Regions from separate parts of the Mus musculus genome. Here all the other regions are linked to region 2. Evidence: chromatin contacts called from public promoter capture Hi-C data. All regions are on one chromosome and are shown on one strand. The core of a region is the stretch at or near the end of the contact, and the rest is flanking DNA. Distances in the headings are between cores, read along the strand shown. Region 1 holds the start of Kifbp (kinesin family binding protein). Region 2 holds the start of Dnajb12 (DnaJ heat shock protein family (Hsp40) member B12). Region 3 holds the start of Vps26a (VPS26 retromer complex component A).

Region 1 (4,328 bases), core at 675-3,174, 2.7 Mb before region 2:
ACAGCCTGTTTTTATGTTCCAGCTGTCTATGTATGTTTTCCTGAAACTGTACATAAAATGTTTTTACATTAAAATGAATTGCTGTATAAAGTACTGCATTATGCCATAATAAAGATACCGATGCTTTATATTTAGTTCTTGGTGGCTTTTATTTTATAGCAGTGACTGCTAGGTCTGTAAATCTAGTAGCTTGGCTTGCCTTTTGTGTATACTGCATTAAAGCAGATCAGGTTATAACGGGGAGTTAGCCTTGGCTAAATTGTCATAAAAATGAACGCAATCCTATGTTAACATACCTTCACTGTCTTCAGACACACCAGAAGAGGGCATCGGATCCCCCATTACAGATGGTTGTGAGCCACCGTGTGGTTGCTGGGGTTTGAACTCAGGACCTCTTGGAAGAGCAGTCACTGCCATCCCCCCAGCCCTTCAGTGGGCCATTTTCTACAGGTTCATTTCTTGAATCATCCATTCAAGTTTTGTGAATTGCTCTCTTCCCCTAACATCCTATGTTTACCTTTCAATATGTATGTACATACATTTTAAGACTTAAAATAATTTTACATTTAATAAATGTTTTCAAGACAGATCTCACTGTGTATCTCTGGCTGTCTTGGAACTATGTAGACTTGTAGCACAACCAATTCTGAGCTTATCCCTGACCAGCTTACAAATAAGTGAGACTCACACTATGGTTATTTTATTTGGCTTTGACAATTACTGGGGGATAATCTCTAATCTATTTTTCCAACTGCTGACCTGGCTTCTTTCCCAGCAGTGTTCCCCCAAGTAATTGCTGTTTCTCCTGCCGTGTGCTCATGGTCCATCTCTCCTGGCTCTTGTTCTACTCTCTCCAATGCTCAACAAGGAAACCCACCTACCTCTGATCCCTGCAGTTATTAGCTGTAGCCTTTGTTGTTTGTTTTTGTTATTTCGAGACAGGATTTCTGTGTAGCCCTGGCTGTCCTGAACTTTGTAGACCAGGCTAGCCTTGTACTCAGAAATCCGCCTGCTTCTGCCTCCCCAGTGCTGGGATTAAAAGCGTGTGCCACCACGCCCGGCAGCTGTAGCCATTTTTTTTTTTTTTTTTTTTTTTTGGTTTTTCGAGACAGGGTTTCTCTGTATAGCCCTGGCTGTCCTGGAGCTCACTTTGTAGACCAGGCTGGCCTCGAACTCAGAAATCCGCCTGCCTCTGCCTCCCGAGTGCTGGGATTAAAGGCGTGCGCCACCACGCCCGGCTAGCTGTAGCCATTTTTATTTAACCAAATTAAGTTTTAAATTAAGGAATAAAGTTTGTACAACAAAAGCTGGTAAGCATGAGAATTTAATCATAGGCTACAGAATTTAGCATTACAATACATATCAACACTGGCCCCTGTGTCAGCCTGCAGATAATTGGCACCATGCCTAGCTCAGAGCCTTTATAGAATTTTCAGGGACTGGGCGGTGGTGGTGTGAGGTGGCTCTAGTAAGTAAAGGCTGCGGAGGCTGAGCCTGAGGATCTGAATTTGATCCCTGAGACCTGGGTACCTGGGTTGTAGTTTCCTACAACTATAATTTTTAACTGTGATAGCGTAATACATTAGTGGTGAAAGATTCTTGCCTATGAACTTGAGCAGTTATCGAAAGATGTTAGTGTTAAATTTCATTTAAGCTAGGGATTGACTTTACGATAGGCTAGTACCTTACCCCTAAGAATCATTCTGATTCTGAACATTTTTGTATAAACTACATTTTGGGATGAAGCAGGAGAAGCCATACTGCTCAAGGGTAGCAGCGGAAGGCTCTGTATTCCCTGACAGCTTCGTTTCCTTGACGACGGCTGTTGTGGCGACCAGAACATCCTCCCATTGGCTGCTGCCGAGCGTCTAGCGCTCCCCTCTACCGACTTCATTGGTCGGCGCTCCACAGTCACGACACGTCGTAAATGAAGTGTCGCAACGCGGAGGCCTCCAGTGGCTGCTGGTCCACGGACGGGGAGGCGGCCGTCAGCTCAGGCCGCGATGGCGAACGCTCCGGGGCCAGAGATCCGCGAGAAGTTCCAGGCAGCGCTGGCCCTGTCGCGGGTGGAGCTGCACAAGAACCCGGAGAAGGAGCCGTACAAGTCCAAGTACGGCGCGCGCGCGCTGTTGGAGGAGGTGCGCGCGCTGCTGGGCCCGGCGCCCGAGGACGAGGACGAGCCGGCTGCTGACGATGGGCCGGGCGACCAGGCCTTGGGCGCGGGTGAGCCCCGGGAGGCTGAGGGCCCCGGAGCGCAGCGGGCGCTGCGCCTCGCGGTGGTCGAGTTCCACCTTGGTGTGAACCACATCGACACGGAGGAACTGTCTGCCGGCGAGGAGCATCTGGTCAGGTGCCTGTCGTTGCTGCGCCCCTACCGCCTGTCGCTCGGCTGTGTGTCTCTCTACATCCAGGCGCAGGTGAGATGCTGAGGCGGGAGTTCTGCATCCAAAACGCTCCTCCTGGCTGCGCACGTCTCTCAGTTGGTTCAGTCCCCAGCATTGCACAACACCCGGCCTGAAATTCCAGTACTAGGGAGGCTGCGGCAGGAGGATTGCTTTGGGTTCTTGGCTAGCCTGGGTTTCATAGCGAAGTTTAGTCCCTTTTAATTTGTCATAACACCTACCCTCCATCTGCCTACCAACTCCCTCTGAGTTCTCGCCGCCTACTCCAGCCTCACTTGCTACTTTCCGTAATCCTGGGCAGAAAACCTAAGCGTCCGAATCAGCGCCTCCCAACCCAATGACAAGCTTAGTTTCATTCTGTGAAGAAATAATCCAACGGGATTCGAATGGAATGAACAGGACAAGGGATCGCAAGAATGATCCAATCTTAAATGTTGTTGTTGTTAATGGCCAAAATCTTAAAACTTTATTCTTTACCACATTCATCTTGTTTGCTCAGCAAGGAATTCGTACCTTTTCCTTAAACTGTCTCGACAACCTTTTAATAACTTTTTATTTTTTGTTTGTGTTTAGACATCCATTTGTGTCTGCAATGCTTAACTTCGACTGTCTTCACCTCCTGAGTGCTAGGACCCCCTCCCCCTTTTCCTTTCAGAGTCTTGTAGCCCAGGCTGCCTTTAACCCATGATCCCCCCACCTCAGCCTCCCTGCTGAGGTTATCGGAACTCTTGTTTGGACTAACTCTATCTGGTCCAAACTGATCTCACCTTCCATCCTTTACATTTTTATAAGCAGCAAGTGCGACTTTCTGCTCTGGAGAACATAACATTTCAAAATTCAAATAGTGGGTAGAGTTTTCCAGGCCCTTGGGTGTAGCTCAGTGGTACAGCATTTACCTAGTGCTCCAGGTTTCATCTCCACACTATGGGGGAAAAAAGACAGATAATGTCGGACTCTGTTGTGCCAGGTTACTTTCTTAGGGTTATAGATGGTTTCATCCTCCAGTCCAGATATGTGTACCAGGGAATATTTACTAAGCTTGATTGTTGGGTAGGTAGGCCTTTCAGGAAAGTCTCAAAACTTAGAAGAAAATGGTATGCCATATTCTTTTATGATGGCTCAATAAAATTAAAAGCCAAATACTAACAGGCACTGCCTGTCCCTTTTGCTCACAGCTCCAGCAGGTGGCACAGATAGGGATATTTTCCATGTTTGTTTGGGAGCTAAAGACATTAGTAAGGGGTTCAGTTCAAGCAACACTTCAGTGTGATGGTGGTGCACGCCTTTAATCCCAGAAATTGAGGCAGGAGGATTTCTGAGTTTGAGGCCAGGCTGGTCTACATCGTGACTTTCAGGACAGCCAGGGCTACACAGGGAAAAAAATCTTGTTTCAGAAAACCAAAGGGAAAAAGAATAAAGTAACCTTCTTCATTGATTCCTAAATTAAGCTTTAACCCTGTGTTGACTGGATTTGGAATCAATCAAGAGATGCCCCTTGTCATCTGGGAGGGTGTTTCCAAAGAGGTTAAACTGTGAATGTGAGTGGCTGCCTCCCTTGGGTAATACCAGCAAGTGCCGACATTTCCCTCTACTGAGTGTGGATTCAGTCACCCCGGCCACACTGTGCTCCTTCCACAACACAACAATCTCTCCAAACTGAGAGCAAATAAATCCTTATTTTAAAAGTTGATTTTTGTCAGGGTATTTTGGAACAGCAACAGAAAAGTCAAGTTTTGTTTTGTTTTTTAAAGAAGTTTAAAACCTTTTGAGGTCTTGGAGAGGTGGCCTGGGGTAAAGGCACTCTTCGCTTGCCCTGGCAACTTGAGTTTCATTTCTAGGACCCGTATGTTAAAAGGAGAGAATGGACTCCATTTGTAATCCTCCATATACACACCTCAGTATATGTAGGTACACACAAAATGGATG
Region 2 (4,680 bases), core at 257-2,756:
TCTCTCCTAGCAGAGGCAAAGAGACCAAAGATCAACCTGCAGAGTCAGGAGGGAGGAAAGTTCAGGAACGCAGCTGCCTCTAAGGTCAGCACTCCAAACCTGGGCAGGGAAGGTGAGAGGCTGGCTGCTGCGTCTTCATTTCATTTTAATAAACACGTATGGAATCTCAGGGTTTTCCACTTTCTAGCTGTGTCACATCCTAAGACGCTTATCGATGAGTTAGTTCCTCATCTTGAGAAGATAGAAGGGTGGTGTTCTGTCTTCCTGACTTTACAGGATCAGGTGGCAAAACACACGAGAAAGAACTTTCTACACAGAAAAGCACTATGGGTATTCTTGTTTATATACATTATCTGTTCCAACTTCCTGAACTTCCAGATGGGGAAACCCAAGCTCACGATGAGATGTGGGTCTCTTAATTCTGAAAGTCTGCTACATGTCAGAGAGTTTACTAACTCCACAGAAACAAATCCTGTGTCTTTCTCCTTCCCAGCTGGTATTAAAATTTTCTTTGGTCACTTCGGTTACAAACGCAAAAATGAGGGGGAGGTTACCAGGTAAAGTGAGACGATTGGGTAGCGAAGACAAGATCACTATTCCCTCCCTGGGTTGGGAGGTCTCAGACCTAGGCTATTAGCTACCTGGAGCTCAGCAGCCGTAGCAGTCCATAAGACCCGCCACCCGGGCTTGCTGAGGAAGAAGGTGGGATAGGGTGGCTGACACTGGGATCTTCAACAATCCATCCACTCCGAAACACCGCTTTCAAGAGACTGCAGGAAGGACTGCGAGTTGGAATGTCTTATTTCGCTAAGGGTTCTCTGATTGGAGCGAATGAATTCCTTCCCTCTCTAGAACCCATTCTCCCTTAGAATAGTTATGTTTATTTTCCTGAACTATAATATTTCCCAGGCCGGCCAGTGGCCCTGAGCCACCGAACAGCCCTCTGGGAGAAGTAGTTCGCTTTCGCGTCCACAAGAGTCCTCTTCACCGGGTCTCCCAGCGCGTCTCCTTCCCAGAAACCTCACATTCCAGAGGCCTCCACAAGCACTGGGAAGGGGTTGGGAGCCGGGCCCTCGGGGGTCTCCAGGGGGCCAGCATCCTAGAGACCGCGGCACCGCTGGACTACGAATCCCAGCAGCACCCGCGCGCGCCAGTGCGCAGGCGTAGCCGCGCCTCGCCACCCCTCCCCCCTCCGCCAACTGCTCCCGTCGGTCCGTTCCCGTGGTCCCCCGATCCGTGCTAATGCCCCCTTCGGTCCCTGCGGCGCCTCCCACTCACCGCTGACTCGTGGCGTCGGGTAGAGCCGCTGCGCCTTCTCCAGGAAGCGCAGCGCCCGCTCGGGCTGGTTGCTTTGGATGGCCTTGAGGGCGATGCTGATACAGCGCTCGGCTTCATCCTTGTTGGATTCCATGGCGGAACCCGAGCACGGAACCAGGGAGGGGGAGGCCGGGCGAGCGAAGGGCTGCGCCAGCCGCCGGCGCGTCGCGGGGCAGGCCGGCGCGGAAGGATGACATAACCCTCCGCCCCTCCTTCCCGGGATTTGAGTGAGGGTTGAACCCGGGCGGAAGCCCTACCGTATGTCTCCTAAGAAAGGGGCGTTCGGTTCGGAGGCGCTAGAACGCGCGGGCGCTCTAGAGCGCAAATGCTGAAGTTGAGTGTGCGCGCACGTTCGGGTGGTAGCCTCTGCGTTCCAGTCCGACTATCTGTGAATCGTACAGATGTTTACCGATTGTCAGACGCTGCTGTCTGATGTGGCAGTGGTATCAAAACAAAACCGTGTCCTCACAGAGCTTTCGTGGGTGGGGAGAAGTCAAGTAAACGGAAACATTCAGATAGTGACACAGTCAAGGCAAATATCGAAAAGTAGAGGGATGGAAGGGAGGGCTACCATTTAAGATAGCTTAATATATCAGAAACTCATTTTACAGGCTCTGAACTCTAAAGAAACAGGAACATGTGATTGGAGGAAGGGTGGTTCGACTGGAGGAAATAACAGATGGAAAGGCTCCGCATAAGGATTTTCGTTGTGAGTTATTGCGGGGATTAAGGAGGAGTTTACAGGAGTCACTACAGAGTCACACCAGTCAGGATGCAGCTCAGCCTACCTCCCACTTAAGTGACAGCAACTTAGTGAAGGTTGCCAATGACTTCCACTAGGCTAAATCTCCTGGCTATTTCTTAGCCCTTGCACTATGGTCTTTCACAAGAAACTACAATAAACCAAATGAATGTTAAAGGGTGCAATGCGATGGTGGTGTAAGCCTTCAATCCCAGCCCTTGGGAAGCAGAAGGACTCTGAGTTCAAGGCCAACCTGGTCTACAAAGTGAGTTCCAGGACAGCCAAAGGTACAAAGAGAAACTCTGTCTCGAGAAACAGACACAAACAAAAGTTAAAGAGCAGCTGTTATAATCAAGTGAGACTCGGTGAATATATATTCATCGAGTTGCAGATACACACACATATACATATATATAAAGCATAAATATATAACATAAACATATAAAACATATAAACACACACACACACACACACACAACTAGAAAAGATCATCCGAGTGAGATAATCCACACTCAGAAAAACAAACATGGTATCTCACTTATAAGTAGATTATAGCCATAGATAGAGTACAGGATAACCATTCTACAATCCACAGACCCAAAGAAGCTAAGTAACAAAAAGAGCCCAGGAAAGGATGTTTGAATCTCACTGAGAAGAGGAAATGAAATAGTCACAGGGGTAGAGGGAGGGATGGAGCAGGGTTGGAAAGGAGGTGGGCAGGGGAAGAGGAGGGGTGAGTGTTGGGAGAACTGCCATGGAGACTTAGCTGGGTCGGAACTCCCTCTGAGAAGTTTGAATATTAGATGTTTGATATAGGGAGGATGTATTGGCGATGGGAATGGCAATCGGGATTGTGCAACCATACGGTGTAGGGAAGACGGAGGGAGGGCTGACGGTGGAGACCATGCTTAGAAGGTGTAAAACCCTGGCTTTAATTCCCCAGCAATGCCCCTTTCCACCAAGACAAAAATAACAGAACAAGAAGCTTGAGCAGAATCCTAATTTTGAAAATTATCAACGGATGTGAATTTTTTTAAATGTACGAATGCCCTCTCTGCATGTACACCTGCATGTCAGAAGAGGGCATTAGATCCCTTCATAGATGGTCGTGAACCACCGTGTAGTTGCTGGATATTGAACTCTGGAAGAGCAGCTAGTGCTCTTAACTGCTGAGCCGTCTTACCAGTCACGAATGCTTTTAAAGCAAACCATGGGATTAGATACACCAAGATGTAAGTGCGGAGCAGAGGGGAGCTGGATTACAGAGCCCTCCATTACTCAGAGGGTCGGAGGGAGAGGGGCTTGAGGAGAGGAGAGTACACTGAAGTGTGGTGTGAAGGAAGAAATATGAGTCACTTAGGGGCCAAGTGAAGTGGATGTTTCTAATGGAGGAAGGTTTCACATGATGAAATTTTATGTCGAGGCCAAGCAATATAAGCACGGAGAGATGCTGGCGGTGTGAGCCGCTGCGTTCACTGTGATGCAATTGTTTCAAGTGTGTTCCCAAGGGGCTCTGTGTGCTCTTAACACGGGGTGTTCTGTAGCGTTTTCTTCTTTTAAAGAGCATGTAGACCATGTCTTCTCTTTTTCTCTATCTTTGATGCAATTGTTTCAAGTGTGTTCCCAAGGGGCTCTGTGTGCTCTTAACACGGGGTGTTCTGTAGCGTTTTCTTCTTTTAAAGAGCATGTAGACCATGTCTTCTCTTTTTCTCTATCTTAAAAATTTTATTTATTTTTATTTTATGGACATTGGTGTTTTGCCTGCATGCATGTCTGAATGCGAGTGTCCTGGTCCCCTGGAACAGCAGTTATGGGCAGTTGTGAGTTGTCATGTGGGTACTGGGAATTGAATCTGGGTCCTCTGGAAGAATAGCCAGTGCTCTTAACCGCTGATCCATCTCTTCAGTTCACTATAACATTTTTTTTAAAAGATTTTTTAATTTATTGATTATATGTAAGTACACTGTAGCTGTCTTCAGACACTCCAGAAGAGGGAGTCAGATCTCGTTACGGATGGTTGTGAGCCACCATGTGGTTGCTGGGATTTGAACTCTGGACCTTTGGAAGAGCAGTCGGGTGCTCTTACCCACTGAGCCATCTCACCAGCCCAACATTTTCTAATAGAAGATATTTAATTGGCTTAGAAATTTTGACGATGCAAATAAAAGAGGGAACAGTTTGACATAAGGTGTAAGATCTGGGGGTACAGGGACACTTGGCCTTGGACAGACACATGGACACAATAGTTTTTGGGAGAGGCAGCCTAGCAGGTGTGGAGGCAGAGGCATTAGGAATATTCCCTTCTGTTATTTTCTCAGTTCTCTGAGGAGCAAGGCCGCGTGTCCCCTTTCACAAGACAGGCCTACATTTGAGTAGATTAGTGGGTTCCTAACATGTTAATGTTTAAATCCGGAACAGAGAGCTTTCAAACAGCCCTTCTTGACATTTGTTGACCTAGGACTGTAATGTCTGCCTTCCATCTCCTGCTAAGTGCCTGAGTTCTATTCTCTCATTTCCCGAGTGTCAGAAGTCCCCTCTTCTGCTGGCCACAGGTGCTTCAGTCTGTGGAAACGGTACTTCGCTGGGGTGGGGTTATCAGTGTGCTAAGGACTGTAGATTCC
Region 3 (4,475 bases), core at 1,898-4,397, 2.6 Mb before region 2:
TCACCAGAGCTAGAGTCATCTGAAGACTTGGTCAAGGATGAAAAAGAAAGTTTCCACATTGGTATTCGAAAATAGTTGGAAAGTTGGTACTCCCATCTGTTTTCAGAAGAGAGGGGAGATGTCCTCTCCATGGGGCTTTACACCATGGGAGTGGATGTTGTTAGAAGGGAATGGTCCAGGAGAAACCAAGTCAGGAGCAGCTTGAGGCAGCCACACCACGCTATTCTGTTGGTCACACAAACCGACTTTGATAGAATTCAAGGATAGATTACACAGGAGTTTGAACACTAAAAGAGAAAGCTCGAGGCTGGTGAGATGGCTCAGTGGTTAAGAGCACTGACTGCTCTTCTGAAGGTCATGAGTTCAAATCTCAGCAATCACATGGAGGCTCACAACCATCCATAACGAGATCTGATGCCCTCTTATGGAGTGTTTGAAGACAGCTACTTATGTATAATAATAAGTAAATCTTTAAAAAAAGAGAGAGAGAAAGCTCACGGAGAGCTATGCCAAACAATACACACACACACACACACACACACACACACACACACACACACACAAACTCATCATCATCATCATGAGAACTGGAACATGAGCAAACATGGTGGCTCATGATATAATTTTTGCATTCAGGGACTGAGGCAGGAGAATCAAGAGTCTAACGTCAGCCTGAGATATGTACTAAGACCATTTCTGGGACAAAAAGAAAAACAAGGACAGGTGAGATGGCTCATCAGATAAATGTGTTTGCTGACAGGCCTGAGGACCTGGGCTCAATTCCCAGAAGTGACATGTACAAATTCTGCTCTCCATGCACACCATGTAATATACACCTCCCAGAATAAAGAAACATGAAAAGGAAAAAGGAAAACAACAAGAGACAGATGGAAGACAGGAAAGAAAGTGAAAATCCATTTAGGATGCTCAATCTAGGATTTCAAGAAATTCCAGGAAGACAGCCGAGGATGTGGCTTAGTGGTAGGCTGGTTGATTGGGATCCATGAGGCTCTGGTTCAGTCCTCAGCTCCACAAAGGAAAAAAGAAACCCAGGTTAAAAAAGGTGTGTGTGTGTGTGTGTGTGTGTATGTGTGAGCCTAGAGCAAATCATCAAAGAAATTTAGGAAGACTGCAGGGTACACAGTCAATACAGGAAAGTTACACACATCACAACGAAGAACTGAAAAATGAAAAACTTAGTTTTATTTACAATAGTGTTAAAAAATACAGGCACTTAGAGATAAATTTAATAAAAATGTATAACACTGGAAATTAGAAACACTGGTGAAGAACACTAAAAAAAGGTAAAAATTAGAAAAATGCACAGTGCTCATGAATGGAAGACCCAGTATTGTTTTTATTTTACCTCCTTGAGTCTTTCTTTGGGTGCATGGAGGTTTTGCAGACCTTCTGTACAAAACCTGCATATGTGATGCTCATGGAGACCAGAAGAGGGCATCAGATCCCCCTGGTAAGGAGCCACTATTTGGATGCTGGGAATCAAATCTCATGCTTCTGAAGGGGTAGCCAGCAAGTGCTCTTGACTTAGCTCAGCCATCTCTCTAGCCCCAATCGATAGATTTTTGACAAGCATACCACACCACAGCAGTTTACAGGGGAAAGTATTTTGAGCAAATGGTGCTAGAACCAACAAACACAGTTAACCTTTCAGATCTTAGACTATGCGCAATTGTTTCTCTCTTTTGTTTCCTTGTAACAAGGTCTCACACTGTAGCCCAGGTCATTCAGGGGACTAACTGTGTAATCTCCAGGGGTCTTTTAATTCATGGCGATTCTTCTACTTCTTCTGTCTCCGGAGAGCTGGGATTACAGCTATGAACCTCTATACCTGACTTATCCTTCTTTATAGAGTGGGTGATGCTCCTTCATCCAAGCCATCTGCATCACAGGGTTTTAATCAATAGTATTTTGAGATCTAAACTCCCTTCTCTGTCCCCATACTATTTTACCCGTCTGTAAATATGACAGGTAATCTCCAATATTGGGAAGGCTGAAGGAGGACAGATGTGTTTCTTGACAGCCTGGGCTACATAGCATATTCCAGAGGAGCCTGGGACACCTAGTGAGACCCTGTCTCAACAATAAATATACACACAAACATCCATTCGTTCCAAAGCTCCCTGGCATAGCAATCTTTAAGATTTGTTTTCAGATAATATCATTTTAGGCAGATTTCTCCTGCATGCATGAAGGAAGTGCAGTGTTCCATCTGCAGCAATGCATAAAACCACCAGTGACTCCTGCAATTACAGCATTGGGAAGGCACTTTGGAGGTGCTCACTCTCCACTTGAGGCTAGCCTAGTCTACATGAGTACATGAGAACCCCTGTCTTACAAACAAAAGACTCATTTCCAGTATTTGAATTCTGTCGCGATTGGAGACCGAAGCCTCATTTTAACCTTTAAATATTTTAGACTTACAACTTGACACTCTACTCCCCAAGTTGAGTTTCGTTATGATAGGGCTGATGACACCCCTCCGCCCATAAATCTGAATGAAAGGTTCAGTTCCTAAGCCTTCGTAGTATTTCATCTATCCTCAGGTTTTCTGGGCCTCCACTACAATGACTGACTGGATCAGAGTGTTGGAGAGCTGCGTTTTGCACGCTTGCGAAACTTTTAGGAAGGGCTGTTGCCGGGGAGGGGGGGTAAGGAGGGCGGAACCGATTTGAGAGTACTGCCTCTCCGGCTTGGAAGGCTGCGTCACGAGCTATCCGTGGACTGCAAAGGATGTGCTTTAAAGATTAGCTTTTCTCCCTAACCGTCTCTTCGGAGGCCAACAATTCTCGGGGCTGAGGCGGGAAACAGATCAGGCGCAAAGGTCGGAACTGCAGCAAGCCCGCAAAGACACGCCTCCCGCACAAACCCTCGAGTCCCCCAAGTTTCCCTAGGGAAAAGGAAATGGGCGTGCCGGAGGGAGGAGTTTGACAGCGCACGGCTCGTCACGTGACAACTAGCTCTAGGGTTGCTGGACTGAGAAGACAGATCTTTGACTCCTCCCACCAGACGTCACCCACCCAGACCACGCCCTCAACCGAAAGGCGGGGCGGAGGAGCCCCGCCTCGAAACGGCCTTCCTGAAGGGCGGGGCCTCTAGCAGGGCGGGGCCTCTAGCGGGGCGGGGTGGGGGGGGGAGGGAGAAGAGGAAAAGGAGTGGTCACGTGCGGCTGATGGCCTACGGTCACGTGACGGGCGGCGGGGCGCAGGCACCCAGGCTGGGAGTTCTTCTGAGGGAAAGCCGAGTGGAGTGGGCGACCCGGCGGCGGTGACAATGGTGAGTGCGCGGCGGCCTGCCTGCGAGGTCGTCTCCCGCGGGGCCGTGGGGCGCGCGGCGGGACTCCCAACGGCGGGCGCGGCGCCGAGCCTGCAGGGAAGGGGCGCGGAGCGGTGAGGCCTGACGGCTGCCCGCTCCCGGCCAGGCCTGAGCACCTGCGGCCGGCGGCACTGTCCCGGCCATGTCGGAGCCTCTGCCCGCCTTCCTCGACCGGCTGTGGGGACCCTGGCTGGGCACCCGCAGCCCGCCCAGCCGGAGCTCGGCAGCCTCGCCTTCCAAGGTAGCCGAGGACAGTCAGTGCCCTCTCTCCCAGTTCCGGACTCTGGCGAGACCTGCTCACCTTCCTCGTCCCGAGCTCGATAGAGTCCGCTTATTTTCTTTAAGCTGGTTGTGGAGACATTCTGCGATTTCTTGATTCGGGTGGAGGCTTTTGGCACTTGTAGAATAGGAGGGGAAGGGAGGGGAGACAAGAGGGTGTCGGAGCCGAGACCCCTCATTTATATCTCCAGACGCCGATTTAAGCACTTGGTTTCACTTCCTTCCCTAAGCGATTTCTATAACTTAGCACTTTGGGATGTTGCAGTGTCTTGGGAGCCCAGGCAGGGATGAAAATCAGAGCACTTAACCACACTTAATGGAAAGCACCGTTGGGCGCGCTAGTGTTTAACTACGCGCCCGCGGTCTATAGATTAGAGCTCCTTTGGCTCGTGTTATTTAGCATATACTCCATGAGAGCCCACTGTGCGCTCCCCTTATACTACCCGCTCTTCCCAAGCTCGCCACTTTTAATAAACTGCTTGAAACTTCTCGTCTCAAGCCAGCCAGCCAGGTCTATTTTTAAAACGTTGCTTTGATTAAATAACTTTGAGTCAGAAATTATTTGCTTTCTCTAGGGTTTGGGGGGTGGGGGAGAAGTTCATTCAGGGAGCGTTTTCTTAAACAGTATTTTGGGTGAGTCCAGGGACAGATAAACAAGGCAAACTGCTTGCTTCCTTGCAGCTTACAGACTCTGGAGAGTTAAGCATTTGTTTAGATAAATTAGTTTAAGGTGGAAATTACAACTGCTGTAAATAACTAAGAAGGAATTAGTAGGCTGTTAGGGAGTCCTCCTTTCACTGTTTATAATTTGAAAAGAAAGCTTAAATTGCTCTCTTCTTGGTTACTTAGTTGAATTAGTCCTT

The links. Promoter capture Hi-C pulls out the DNA fragments that hold promoters and counts their contacts.
Region 1: a contact with region 2 is called in a promoter capture Hi-C map of liver, with 4 times the contacts expected there. The contact joins the promoter of Kifbp here to the promoter of Dnajb12 in region 2. A contact is called at or near these places in 2 of 39 promoter capture datasets (liver and pre-B cells) and 1 of 9 other capture datasets (liver).
Region 3: a promoter capture Hi-C map of liver shows a contact between it and region 2, with 11 times the contacts expected there. The contact joins the promoter of Vps26a here to the promoter of Dnajb12 in region 2. A contact is called at or near these places in 3 of 39 promoter capture datasets (liver and pre-B cells) and 1 of 115 datasets of contacts at active chromatin or transcription factors (bone marrow-derived dendritic cells).

What each region holds. Positions count from the first base shown.
Region 1 is chr10:62,576,053-62,580,380 of GRCm38.p6, reverse strand. It overlaps Kifbp (kinesin family binding protein), which reads left to right and starts at 1,924. Exons shown (of 7, transcript NM_028197.2): 1 at 1,924-2,417. The coding sequence starts at 2,004. Ddx21 (DExD box helicase 21) reads left to right here. Exons shown (of 15, transcript NM_019553.2): 15 at 1-134.
Region 2 is chr10:59,876,409-59,881,088 of GRCm38.p6, reverse strand. Dnajb12 (DnaJ heat shock protein family (Hsp40) member B12) reads right to left here and starts at 1,506. Exons shown (of 9, transcript NM_019965.3): 1 at 1,279-1,506. The coding sequence starts at 1,411.
Region 3 is chr10:62,485,477-62,489,951 of GRCm38.p6, reverse strand. Vps26a (VPS26 retromer complex component A) reads left to right here and starts at 3,147. Exons shown (of 9, transcript NM_133672.3): 1 at 3,147-3,294. The coding sequence starts at 3,292.